Linked DNA regions of Oryza sativa: region 1 is linked to region 2. Evidence: chromatin contacts called from public HiCAR-type data. All regions are on one chromosome and are shown on one strand. The core of a region is the stretch at or near the end of the contact, and the rest is flanking DNA. Distances in the headings are between cores, read along the strand shown. Region 1 holds the start of LOC4338413 (transcription factor WRKY45-1-like). Region 2 holds the start of LOC4338400 (wall-associated receptor kinase-like 20).

The links. HiCAR-type assays count read pairs that join an accessible place to other places.
Region 1: a contact with region 2 is called in a HiCAR-type map of leaf, with 2.0 times the contacts expected there. The contact joins the promoter of LOC4338413 here to the promoter of LOC4338400 in region 2.

Annotation. Positions count from the first base shown.
Region 1 is chr5:15,069,196-15,073,504 of ASM3414082v1, reverse strand. It overlaps LOC4338413 (transcription factor WRKY45-1-like), which reads right to left and starts at 1,774. Exons shown (of 3, transcript XM_015782108.3): 1 at 1,353-1,774; 2 at 655-759; 3 at 1-553. The coding sequence starts at 1,660.
Region 2 is chr5:14,827,819-14,831,868 of ASM3414082v1, reverse strand. It overlaps LOC4338400 (wall-associated receptor kinase-like 20), which reads right to left and starts at 2,123. Exons shown (of 3, transcript XM_015781942.3): 1 at 1,224-2,123; 2 at 1,095-1,136. The coding sequence starts at 2,070.

The sequences.
Region 1 (4,309 bases), core at 525-3,024, 240 kb before region 2:
CATAATGTCGTCCAGATCGAAGACAACCTCGTCGTTCTTGAAGAACTCCATGCCGGCGACGGCGTCGTAGCTCCAGTGCAGGGAGGACGTGACATCGCCCTGGTCCGGCCCGAAGGGACCCGCGACTCCGCCGCCGCCGCCGCCGCCGCGCGCCGCGGAGCTGCCGGGCGTGAGGCTGCTCAGCACCTCCTCCTGGTCGGACGAGCCGACGCCGCCCTCCACCTTGAGCGGCTGCAGCAGCGGGCCCGGCGCGGTGACCGTGGTGATCGTGCTGGTCGTCGGCGCCGCGGCAGCGTCTACTGGCGCCGCCGGCGCGGCGACGAAGCTGATGAGGCGGGACCCCGCTTGGAGGCCGCCGCAGCCGTCGTCGTTGTCGCCGGCGGCGACCTGGTGGATGACGTGCGCCGCGATGATGGGGGCGGTGGCCGGGTCCCGGCAGGTGTGCTCGCCGATGTAGGTGACCCTGTAGCTCGCCGGGTCGTCGTCGCAGCGCTGCACCTGCCGCTGCGCCGTGCACAGCTGGTCGTACTTGTGCGTGCACCGGAAGTAGGCCCTGTACACGTAGCATACCCCAAACAACTCCTCGTCAGCGCGCAACGCATCCAACTGTACAGTCTCGAACACATTGTTTTTTGTCGGGACAAGTCTACTCACTTTGGGTGCTTGGAGTTTTGGATCTCCTTCTGCCCGTACTTGCGCCATGCCTGGCCGTCGTCGAGGTTCTTGACGACCACCGAATTCCCGGACGATTGCTGCGTCCTGCAATACGTACACACAAATCTTAGTACATTAAGGTATCGTTCGTTTAGGGGTGATAGGGAAGGTATCGTTCGTTTAGGGGTGATAGGGGAGATTGGCTCTCGTTTTCCGCGCGCACGCTTTTCAAACTATTAAACGGTACGTTTTTTGCAAAAAATTTCTATAGGAAAGTTGCTTTAAAAAATCATATTAATCTATTTTTAAAATTTAAAATAGTTAATACTCAATTAATCATGAGCTAATGGCTCACCTCGTTTTACGTATCTTCCCAATCTCCTCAATCCCCTTCTCAAACACTCCCAGGCTGTGTTTGAGGAGAAGGAAATAGAGAAGATTGGGAATATACGCAAAACGAGGTGAACCATTAGCGCATGATTTTATGATTTTGAAACTTCAAAAATGGATTAATATGATTTTTTAAAGCAACTTTCCTATAGAAAATTTATACGAAAAACGCACCGTATAGTAGTTTGAAAAGCGTGCGCGCGGAAAACGAGGGACAATCCCCCCTATCTTCCCTGAAAGAACGCAGCTAATTACACACAGATGATGCTATGCTTTGTGATGAGCTATGCTCTGGCCTTCGTTCTCACCTCCTGCGGCAGTTGGCCTTCCGGTCGGCGGCGGGGGCTTTCCTCTTCCCGCCGGCGCTGGCCCCGCCCCCGCAGGTGACCTCGCTCTGCACCTCCGACCCTTCTCCTCCGGCGGCGGAGACCGCCGCCTTGTCGAGCGCCCGCATCGCCCGGGAGAAGGTGTGGAGAATCTGGTCGACGAAGCGGCCGGCCTCCGGCGAGTCGCGGAGGAGCCCCTGCAGCTGCGCCGCCAGCTCCTTCCCCTTCTCCATGTCCTCCATCACCTGCGCGTACGCCGGCGCCGGCGCCGGCGACATCGATGACGTCATCCTCAATCCAAGCAAGCAAGCGCACACCCAGTGACTGACACTACACTGCCGCTGCCGCGCACTCTCGCACTCTCTCTTCCTCGCAGCTCAGCTGGTGATGGAGCTCAAAGCAGCAGGAGGCTTGGGGTGGAGGCAGGTCGGTATTTATGGCTACTCTGCTCACCTGGAGCGGATTGATCCGTCTCCATTTCTGTAGCCGAAGGAGATGATGCGTAGGCGCGGTCTACCGTCGATGACGCGTACCGTGTCAATGCCAGGTGGGACCGTGCGGCTACGCCCAGTGAGCGGCTCACGAGGGGTTTCCATGGACTGGGGCGCTCGCTGCGTGGGCGATGGGAAAAAGGGACGCGGCTCGGCACCACGCGAGAACCATAGACCCGGTTCACCGAATTGTGGCGGCCCACGCGGTGACTCGCGGTGAACGGCGCAGTTGAACCTCATGAACCGAGCGTACCCAATCCCCCATGCCGGTGTGAATGCACGAGGTGAGTGGGCCAGCGGGGGGGGGGGGGGGGCGGGGGCTTCACACCCGGCCCACGCCACAGTGGACGTAGCCCACCGCGGAAACCACGGGAGAGATCACACGGACATGTGGGCCAGTCCTGGAGGGGGTGGCCCGGCGCTCAGTGGACCGCGGTACGAGGAATTCGGGGGAGTTTTGGTGGTGGGGGCCACGAGAGATTATTTTAAAAAAATAAAAAAACTTGAGTTGCAAGTTCCTTCGTTGGGTGGGCATGTGGGAGTACGGGCAAGGGGGGAAGCATCGCCGAAGGAGAGGGGGGACGAGGGGACGACAACCGGATGACGTCACGGGGGCGACGTCAGCGAGGTGATCGATGCCGGGTTGGGGGGCAAATGAGGATGAGGAGGTGGTGGTGTGGTGGTGTGCGTCCGCGTCATTTGTGGAAATTTTTATGCAGCCGGATGGGTTGGACGGCGGAGGGAGGGGAGGGAATCGTTTGATCGGATTCCCTGGTGGAACGTGCGTGTGTGACAACCAACAGTTGAGAAATCATTGGAGTAGAAAACTGGTACTATAAAATTTAAACTTCGGAATCAGATGGCCTTTGCCTCCTTGATGTCCTCCTAAGGGCTTTTACAGTGGGCAGAGATGTAAGTTCAGCCTTAACAAAGCCGGGTCGGACATTCCATGCCATGTCTGCTGTTCTTGTTGTCCCCATGAAGATCGTGGAGCCAAGTTAAACCACAAGTTCTTTGTCAAATTTTAAAGGACTGGCCCACGCTCGTGCCCTGTGCCGCTAGAGAAGGGAGAGGGAGAAGAACTCGTCGGCCATGGGAGGGTGACCAGGCGCCGTGCTTGTGGAGCTCTTGGGTTGTGCCGGCGACGGCGATAGCTACGGACAAAGAGGGGCGCGAGCTTGACGGGGTGGCGGTGTCCACTACCCATCCGCCGCAACAGCTCGGCGGCGGCCGCCTTGAGCCCTCGGCCTATCTATAGCTCGTGGTCACCGTCTTGTGGATCTAGTTGTCACTGTTGAGTGGTGAAGAAGAGGAGGGGAGAGGGATGCTGGTGGGAAGGGGAGGTGGTGTACGGGGAGCTTGCTTTCGGTTAAATTGTCCTGCTAGATTATATTATCTAAGGCATCTACCATCCTGAAAAATGTATAATTGCTTGATTATTTAGACTGCATTGTTTCTCTTCATACTTTGAGATGTATCATCCCTAGTTGTGCTTAGAACCATGCAAACTAGCCTGCAATTAGGCATAATAAGGATAGTATCGAGGTTTGAGCTGATCTTACATAATATGCATGTTTCGTTCTTGTTTCATGTATATTCGCCACTTATATAGACATATCATTTTATATAAGCATATGAAGCTTTAGTCAGTATCGGCAAGATTTGTACACCTTCATGCTTGATTTCTGTTTTATATGTTTATATGGATCAATCTGTTTATATAAGTTTTTACTAGAGTGTTTATATAAGTTTGTACTAGAGTATTAGCTAGTACGTTATCTTTCTTGCTCTAAATACTGTCACATCGGCTACTTTCATAATATTGTCTTAAATCAATATGTTAAACTCCATAGATAGTATTACAGCCGATTGGGCATGTTTAGGGTTTATTATTCTTTGATATATCCAGTCCATAGCTGATTTGGTCTAACTCCATCGGCCGAGACCATCAACGATGCACTATCGGCCTATCGGCCGATCGGCTATCGGTCGACTGATATGCTTTTATTCTTTCTTGCTGATTGCAGGATTAAATCAGCTAGCACGCCCTTGACACACTCGACACTAGCTTTGGACCTGCACTAGAGTTAAGCATATCTCCCAGGCCGTCGTGTTTTCACACCAACAAGTAGCCCAGTCGTCGTTGTCGCGGTAGCCATCATCGTCGTCATGGCAGCCGCCGCTGGATCCACCTCCTTCACCACCGTGGAGGACCGCCCGAGCACCGCTCGCTGCTGGATCTGCCCCAACCCTCTCACCACCTTCGCTGCCCTCCCCGCTAGCCTTCCCCGTCGTCGCGGCAGCAGATCCAGCCACCCCGTCGTCGCGGCGGCGGATCCAGCCACCCCGTCGTCGTGGCTGTTGATATTTCTTAACTTTACAGATAAAATCCGCAAGCGCACGGAAAATACCGATGTAGCACTTCACCCGGGAGTATTCTTAGGTATC
Region 2 (4,050 bases), core at 874-3,373:
GATAGACAATTTTCATATATAAACTATCCAAGATGTGGCCTCCATGAATTATTTATTAAGTATTGTTTTCAAAGAAAAATCTTGGTACATCCATTTAATGGTTGGGCTCCACGAAGGAGTTAAATTGTTTCGCGTGGAGAATTCGTACAAACTCCAAAGCGAGCTAAATCGTGCAGCAACTCATTCCAAATTTCCAACCGTTGAACTTCCTTGGTTCGTCCGTGTTGTAAAGCTGACAATGCTAGCTCTCTGGATGGAGTTAAGTAGATTTACACTTGCTCTGGTATGGTCAATGCTTTTCTCCGGATGTAAGCCGCCGCAAGTTGACCATTGGCGCAAGGGAGTATGGGACCCAGCATGATACTGATGTAAACCTACTTTCAGTTGATCTCTCATTTATATTCAATCCAGATCATTGACCTCAATTTTATTTTATCAGCCCGGATTACTTATTGTATACCGAATAAAAATGACTAAGTGCCTTGACCATGCTCCTGATATGTATTCGATGCTTGGATTATTTCTTATTCATAATCAGATAACTATAATACTACGACCCCCTCTATCTACAAATATAAGCATTCCAAATATTTTTTTAAAAATTCAGTATTATAAACATTCCAATCAATTAAAATTTATTCACAAATGTAAAGATTTTAAAATAATATGTGTCCCATCAATCATTTATCTCTCGTTTAAATTTATTTTCGTCTTATCCCCAACGACCACACTTCTACCCCTATCCATACCTCATTCTTTCCTTCTTAATTTTACTCCATGCTAAGAGAAATTTTCATATTTGTGCACGGAGCGAGTAACTACTCGCAGTAACAACTAACAAAAGGGTAATAGCGGCCTACTTAATCACTGAGTTTTCACCAAAGCAACGAATAACGACTCCACAATTCGATCTCTCTCCGTTAAAACCAAGCAAGCGGCTAGTCGCCCGCCTTGCAAATTGAAGTCGTAACTAGATAGTAGGCGTCAAGCATGCATCCCGATCGAGAACAGAGGTCCTAATTAATTTCCCAGGATGACAGTAATAAGAAATTAAGACGCTAGCTAGCGCTGAAGGAAGGAAGCAATATAATTACCAGCAATGAGAGGCGCATGGTTGGATCCGCTATCCGTGAGATCTGCATCAAAATTAACAGCCATAAAAAAAAATTAGAGGCGCCTCACAGCCGAGCTGTCAGCCGTCGAAGCAAAAAAATTAAACGTACTCTGCTGCTGGCACGCGCCAGCGATGGGATTCCAGACGAGCCCGGACACGCACAGGCAGCGCCGGACCGTGCCCGCGCCTCCGGTTGCCGACGGGTCGTCGGCGCAGGTGGCGGCGGCGCCGTCCTCGCAGTCGGCCTGCGTGCGGCACAGCGGCTCCCTCGGCGTCGCCCACTGCAGCTCCAGCCCGAGGCGGCTGCCCCACGTCGCCGGCGGCTGCGACGGGTCGAGCCCCACGAAGCTCCGGTACGCGCTGCACGACTGCGGGCCCAGCCGGATGCGGTACGACGTCGACGAGCCCCCCGCCACGAACGTGCAGCACAGCGGCAGCGGCGCGCACGCCGACGCCGTCGACCCCGCGGCGCCCGCGTAGGCGTGGCAGAGCGAGTTGGAGGAGCAGTTGAGCGGCGACCGCAGCAGCAGCTCCGTGCAGTTGAGCAGCATGACGGTGTTGGACGAGCTGACGTTGAACGGCCGCGATGGGTCCAGCTGCACGCCGCGGGACGCCGCCGCGCCCACCGACACGCACGCGCCCGGCGACACGAACGGCGCCGGCGACACCACCAGGCGCTGCGACGCCGGGGAGATGGAGGTGATCGGGTACGACGTGCCGTTGAGCGCGTCGAACAGGAGCGTGGGCGCCGTGCCCCCCGCCGCCGCCGCCGCGCACCGGACCTTGTACTCCGGGTCGCCGCACCCGTCCGCCGTGCTCAGCGGGTACGGCACCTCCGTCGAGCCGCACGGCGGGCACACTCGCGCGTGACCGCCCGGAAGAAGCAGCGCCATGGCGACGGCTACCTCCAAGAAGAAGAGGAGGAGGGCACGGCGCGACAAGCTCGAGCTCGCCATTGCTCCTCCCTGGCTTAGGCTCCTAGTTACAAAGCTAACTAGTGGTAATCCTCGCTCTTGTCATCGAGGAGTATGGTTTTAAGGTGGTCCGCGACATCTGCCGTCCGTTGCTTGCATTCTACCAAAATGTTTGACTCGCTTAATTTGTAGGCGCCGCCTTCTAATTTACGATTTTTTTTTCCTTTTTTTATAATAAAAACTTGTCAGTACAAGAATCTCGAGATGAGAAATTGTCAGTACTCGATGCTTTGGAGAGATTATAAGTTGAAATTTTGGTTGTGTTTAGTTTCTTCTAAAGTTGGAAGTTTGGGTTGAAATTGTTACAATGTGACTGAAAACGACAGGTTGATGTGATGAAAAAAATTAGAAGTTTGGATTCAAAGTTTGGATCCAAACACTTGGGCTGATTAATCAGTAGTATAGGGTATACTCGATTAACCTGCTGCTAAAATATGAGTACGCGCTAAGGGGCCAGGAAGATGAGTTGGTCAAAGCTATTGCGTATTTGCGCATCATACTCTTATTCATAGTCGTAGTACTCTTGGTCAGGGCCATCCTCTGACTTCTAGTTGACTATTGCGTCCATGCGGGCGTGGCGGGTTTGATCCGGATCCCATTCTCCTGCAGGAAAAGCGGCTGGTCCAGTGATACCAATACATGAGTCAAGTCAGCGGGAAAAAAAATAAATCAAAATTTCTCAATTCTTGTTAGTTTATTTGCCGGATTATTTGCTTCACGACTAAAGAATATATTTCCTTAAAATACATTCTTCTAGTATTTATTAAGTTTATTATCAAAATATTTAATTTATCGCTATAATCAGGCAAATGTTGTGTACAATCCACACAATAATGAGCATGTTCAGCTTAGATTATTGGTGCAGCGGTTGCAGTTACACCTACAGTACAGCTATTGTATAAGAAACACGGCAACTAGTCTATTACAAGAGATATACTCCCTCCGTCCCAAAATAAGTGCAGTTTTGCACTATTCACGTTCAACGTTTGACCGTTCGTCTTATTTGAAAATTTTTTATAATTAGTATTTTCATTACTATTAAATGATAAAACATGAATAGTACTTTATGTGTGACTAAATATTTTCAAATTTTTCATAAATTTTTCAAATAAGACGGACGGTCAAACGTTGGGAACGAATATCCACGGCTGCACTTATTTTGGGACGGAGGTAGTAGCTGTACAACTGTAGTCAAGGGGCTACTGAACAGGCCCAATCTGCTTCAAACTAAGGCCTCTTCCTATAGAGCTAATTCTTTCTTCCTATATAGTTGGTACCCACTAGACTATAAAGCTTGCACCACATTGCGCCACGTCATCCTTTTCTCTTGAGCCATTGGATTATTTGCAGGTCTCCGGATGGACGTTAGATCGACATTCAACAATATTGGGCCAGGCCAGACCAGCCCATCCTACTCAGCCTCTGTTACGTGAAACGTTTTTCCGTTGGCCCAGCCCATAACGATGCCACAGCCACGACTCATCGCCTTCTATTAACTGCGCCATGTTCTGTTTTCTCTTTGAAGTAAATCAGTGACAAGAAACTGCAACCACCTACGCGAAGATGAGGTGCCGTAATTAACCCAACTAATCCTCTTCATAACCTCTTTCAAATCATCCTATACCAACCATCAGTCACCTCAAAAGCTCTGGATCAGTTGCCTCCCCAGTCCCCGTTAGATCAAGTACGCGTTGTTGGACAGACTCCTATTCCCAAATCATTTGGATCCAGAGGAAGTCTGTCAGGAGCCTCATCCGGTTTGGCACAGGTATGCATAGTAACCAATCATATGTGCACTATGTGTTTGATAAAATGCCCTGCATCCGTTTTATATGCACTTTGTATTGTTTGCAAAGTTATTTGATAAAATACCTAAATTCAATTGCCTCTTTTTAGGTGTCCGTTGTTGCTGCTTGCATGTTGCATCACAAGGAAATATGTTGGATTTTGTATTCACTTCTC